2 separate regions of the Zea mays genome follow, and region 1 is linked to region 2. The links are chromatin contacts, called in public Hi-C maps. All regions are on one chromosome and are shown on one strand. The core of a region is the stretch at or near the end of the contact, and the rest is flanking DNA. Distances in the headings are between cores, read along the strand shown.

Evidence for each region. Hi-C and Micro-C count contacts between places; a contact is called where the count stands out from the background.
Region 1: a Hi-C map of leaf shows a contact between it and region 2, with 6 times the contacts expected there. The contact joins the promoter of LOC100285238 here to the promoter of LOC100276200 in region 2. A contact is called at or near these places in 3 of 25 Hi-C or Micro-C datasets (ear, leaf and tassel).

Annotation. Positions count from the first base shown.
Region 1 is chr4:179,863,001-179,865,809 of Zm-B73-REFERENCE-NAM-5.0, forward strand. LOC100285238 (STE20/SPS1-related proline-alanine-rich protein kinase) reads right to left here and starts at 1,411. Exons shown (of 20, transcript NM_001158132.1): 1 at 969-1,411; 2 at 232-486; 3 at 1-74. The coding sequence starts at 1,169.
Region 2 is chr4:179,671,603-179,674,302 of Zm-B73-REFERENCE-NAM-5.0, forward strand. It overlaps LOC100276200, which reads left to right and starts at 1,419. Exons shown (of 4, transcript NM_001150045.2): 1 at 1,419-1,644; 2 at 1,717-1,812; 3 at 2,012-2,177. The coding sequence starts at 1,501.

The DNA.
Region 1 (2,809 bases), core at 161-2,660, 190 kb after region 2:
TCAAAAAGGCAAGCAGAGACTCCAAAGTCCCCAAGTTTAATTCCACCCCGAGAATCGACTAGAATATTTCCTGCCTATCACCAAACAGATATAAAATAACAACCACTCAAATTTGTGAAACAATTAGGAAAAAATATATACATTCTAATTTGATATAGCCATATAGCAGTCACAAAGAAGAAGAAAGCAACAGATACCCCTGAATACATCCAATTGAAACTGTACATTTACCTTCACATCTCGATGTATAGAGCCATGATGGTGAAGATACTCTAAACCTTTCAGGACTTCACGAAGTATAGTCGCGATGATGGGTTCCTCGAATCCAGTAGGATGCACTGATTTCATTATGTGAAGACAGGACCCCCCAGCCATATACGGCATAACCACCCATAACGTTTGGTCTTTTGCAAATGAACAATGCGCCTTGACAACGTTAGGATGGTCTATCAAAATCATTGTCTGAGCTTCACGAACGATGTTGTTCTGTGTTGAACATTTCACATTAGATACTGAGAGGCGCTTACAATCCTGGTGGTAGTGCGAGAAACTTGAATAGGATCCATGGATATGTGAACCGACAGTAACAAATACAGTAAGAAAAATGCAACTGAAACAGTGTTCAAAGTTCAAACTATTGCACCTCATATAGCCATATTCTAGATTTTTAACCAGTACCACCAAACTAGTGCTCATTTATTCATTGAGCCATTATAATCCTTCTTCAGCTATAATAATACACAAGATAATTTTATTATTCAGAAATGTGAATCCACCAAAGGCATTATTCTGAACATCACTTGCCCAAATCGTTCCTAAACTTAAAACTAAGATGTGCGCCATGGCATTCGGCGACACGCATCAGTATCCAGTGGACGAGCCGCAACGGAAGCAGCCGGAGAAAAAATAAAATGGGGGCGACGGATAGGACCAAACGGGAATAGGGAATGTTGTGGCGGCGCGCGTACCAGGTCGCTGTTGGTGCGCTCGAAGTCGACCACCTTGACGGCGACGATCTCGTCGAGTGGCTTGCAGAGTGCGCGGTACACGATGGCGCTGACGCCCTGCCCGATCTCCTCGTACAGCTCGTAGTCCTCCATGTGGATCGGGTACTTGCGCCTCTCGCCACCCCCGCCTCCCGCCGCCGCCTTCTCATTGGGCCCCGCCATGCTGACCGATTTCGTCCGGACGGCAGGTCCCAGCGCCGATCAGACGCGGTCGATGGCCGACGAAGTCGGAGCTCCGGCCTCCGGGTTTGCAGGTTCCGCCGCGGGGGCGGGGGCGGGGTGTCACAGGGTGGCCGACGACGAACCCTTGTTCCGCTGCTCCCGCACCACCATCACGCGAGCGAACTAGTGGGGAGAGGCGAGGATGTGGACAGAGGAGGGCAGGAGGCGGGGGCGTGTAGGCTGTAGTGACAGGCCGTGCGTTGCGGAGGAGGAGAAAGGAAAATGGAGAAGAGGAAGAGGGCGTGCATTCGCATGCAAGGAGGGCGCCACTTGTTCGGACTTGGCACTTCGGACGCGGGCCGAACATCTAAAACAGTTGAAAAAAAAGGATAAAAACTCTAGTTTCTTTTTTGCACTCGAAAGGCTCACTCGGTATACCAATGTACATTCGGGCAGCCTGGTCCAAGCCTAAAAAGGCTCGTATTGTTTGAATTTTGGGTCGGTCCAGCCCGTTTGAATTTCGGGCCGTGCCGGGTCGGCCATGGGCCTGCCGTCGGGCCACGGTCCAGCCCGTAATCGGGCTCATTTCGGACGGCCCGAAATTATAAAAGACCGAAATTTTATTTTTGACCCGAAATTCACATTAGGTCCCGAAATTTAGTTTTTTACCCAAAATTCACATTAGAGCCCTAAATTCAAAAAATAATAAAACAAATAAAAGATAAGACAAATAAATTTGAACAAAAGAAAACTTAATATTTGTATTAAAGTTATCACAGCTATGCAATGACTACCTTGTTTACAAATAATTTTGTTAGAAAGAAAAAGAGTACAGTTAGCTCTATACAAAGTTCGTAAGTTCAGTTTATTGTCGAATGTTCATAAAAAAATTATATAACATACTCTAATTCAAAGCTACAAAAAACATCAAACTAGTATTATCTCTAGCTTTGTGTTTTTTATCAAATATATGAAAGTGTGGTTTTAATAAACATATGGCCTTTTCGTGCCTCTATATGAGCCATTTCATGCTTGCCTTAAACGGGTCGTGCTCGTGCCCGTCCATGGGCCGTGACCTCGGTCCAAACCCGGCCCGATATAACGGGTCGTGCCGGTCCGGCACTAAAATATTTTGGGTTATGCCGGTCTGGACCGTGTTTTTTTTCGTGCTTCGAGCCGGCCCACCAGACCCGACCCAAATGTACATCTATACAATCTGGTTTTTCATCTTCCTCGCGCGCGTTTCTTCATCAACATGCACCATCACCGGCTGGTGCGGCGCCATGCGTCAGGGCTCGCCTCGACGCAGCGTGGAGAGGAAGAGGAGACAAAGGCGATAGCGGTAGTCCCCCCTCCTCGCTTGCGTGTCGGTGTCACCGTGTCGTCCGCTGCTCCCCTGCAGCTCGTATATTCGGCAATGGAGTGTTGTAGAAGGTACATGTAGTTGTCGCAAAAGTTTTGGTAGTTCTTTCTATGCATATTAAAAAAACTTATTTATGATTTAATTAAAGATATAACTAGAATTTCATTCATTCTCGAAGGAAGCATGTAGGAGTAAGACAGTAGACTATGTGTGTCTCTTTTATGGTCTACGAATTGGAAACCTTGTTCTAGGGTAAAAACTATGAATAATGAAAAGT
Region 2 (2,700 bases), core at 169-2,668:
TATGTCCTCCTCCTTATGCAACAGTGTCAAGAACCTTGTTCAATATGTTCCTTTGACCTGCAAATGAGTGGAATCTTGTGCATTATCAAAAACAACATCATTGCGACTTAACCATGTAGCCCAGTAGAGAGCACATGTTCCACCCCAAATAAAGCTCTTACGCCTAGAGCTTAAATCTTGTAACCAAGTGCCAAAACATATGTTAGATGCTTGATGGTGGTGCGATGTTAAATGAAATTTTCACCCCTCTTCATACACATCTAGCCATATGGCACTCAAAGAAAAGGTGTTGAATAGATTCATCTAAGTTGCATCCACAACATTTAACACTTTCATACCACTATTTTTTGCTAAATTATCCTTTGTTAGGGCTATGCCCTTAACTAAGTGCCACATAAAAAATTTTAATCTTCAAAGGAATCTTTAAATCCCAGATTGGGTGATTTATCGAAACAATGTTCGGAGCGACCAAAGTCCTATGCATAGAGCTGACTATAAACTGATCTTGTTGGAGCAGATCCCCCACAAAAACGTCTCTTTGATCATTTAAACTAATAGTAACTACTCTAGCTATTAACTGATTCAAAACAGTTAGATTATTTTCATCAGTTAAACTAGTAGTAAATACTAAAAGCCACAATAAGCTGATCAGATCGTAGGACATTAGCTAGGCTGCAGATAAATGGATATCATCCAAAGAGATTGAGCATTGGTTGGCTTTCACATGACTCAATGTGCGCCTGATTACCTGACGGAAGGATGGAAAATGGTCTTTACGTCTTCAAGTCGTTCACATGCACTGCTGCTATTACCGGCTGCACACTTGCACTTTCTTCAGCATTTGCACGCACTCACAGGTAGGTAGATAGGCAGATAGAGACATCGGCATGCACACGGACACAGTCGACACAGGCAGCAGTGCAGCACCGATTGCAGAATTCTAGTGTTGCCTGGAGTTCGGGTTATCTGGGACCGAAGGTGGTATCCGAATTAACCAAAATGATTTTGGGTTTCATAAGTTGTGACCTGAAATTTCTAAATAAAATTTAGATTTTGGATAATATGGGGTTCGGGTATTTCGGGTTTAGGATTTTTTTTTTTTTTTGCCCAGAGCTACTTTGAAGCAAACAATCAGTTTTTTTCTATGGCGTTTTGTGAGAAAACAGTGAATTTGCATGGGAATACGCTACAATCCGTGTACCCTGCAGCGGAACGCCGCAGCCACCCAGTGGAAACTGGACCAGTTGGACTGTTGGAGACTTGGAGTAGGTCTGAGAGGTGGGCCCACGCATCGTGTCGAAACTCGAAAGCCACCAAAGCGGCAATTCGTTCCAGTTCGCAAAAATTTCAAAAACCAGAGCGGCACGAGCAGGTGCGGGTACCTGCCTTCTATGCTTCTAGCCCACACGGCAACACCTGCACACACAGAGAAAGATAAAAAATAGGAGCAAACATCGCATCCTGATCCTCCGCCAGGACCGCCACCAAAGCTACGTCAGGATGGCGGCGGATCCGAGCAGGCGGCGGCCGGAGTACCATCCGGCGGTGAACGACGTCCTGTTGACGCTCACCAACGCCAGAGGCACCCTCGCCGACGTGCAGCGCCGACTCGACCTTGAGTTCCGCGCCGCCTACCCTGACCATGTCAGTATTCTCGTCGCCCTCATCCCTAACCGCTCCTTTCGTCGCTGACGGGATCGGCGGCGGCGGTTGCAGGCGAATCCGGCGAAGCTGGTGGCGCGGGTGAAGCGGTTGGAGGAAGAGGCGGCCGCGCTCAAGGAGATGTGCCGCGACCTCCTCACCCAGAAGCAGGTATCCTCTTCCCCCCTATGTTTTCACCAATCCGCGCCTTACCTGCTGCCGATGCTGACAACCGTGCTATTTTTTTTATTTAAGAATGAGTTTAATTGATTTTGGCTCGACATTTCGTTTTTATTTCCGTGTTCGATAATTTTTTATACACGCGGGATAATTAACGATTTGCCATGGTTAATTATCCCTCTACCCGCAGGAGCTGATCGACCAGATCCGCGTGAGCTTGATGGCGCAGCGTGGCATGACGCAGCGGCTGCTCGCTGCGTCCGGGCTGCCCCCCTTGTCCGACGCCGACGAGACCGTCCACAACAGCCTCAACGAGGTGATCCAAGACTGGACTGCTCAAGTCAGTCCCATCACAAGTAGGCAATCCACCTCCCTTTTACGATCGGATAGTTGCTAGTGAATTGGGGATTCATGCAGGACTGGGAACCGGTTAGAGGCGACAATGGAGAATTTACCGCTGGATTTGGGCATCCATACCCATTCCCATGAAGCTATAGACATCCCCGTCCCCGTATTCATACCCATTATGGATATAAAATTCATCTCATATCCATCTATATTCAGTTATTGGGTCCCCAATGGGTCCTTAACAAAAATAAAAGCATTATCACATTATATTTTATATGACCCAACAACAATAAGTCACCAATAAATCTAATATGTAATAAGAAAATACATTGTTTACCATATAAAACAACAAAACACAAAGTGACACATGGGCTGATGTGGTGGGTGGTCGTAGGTTGAGTGAAAGGGTTGTAAGAGGTTGTGTTAGTTGTTGTGTTTATTGTCTATTAGATTAGACCACACATCTAATTTTACTGGATGAATATTACTCATGTAATCAAGTTTGGATGATTGCTTCCCAAACTCACTATC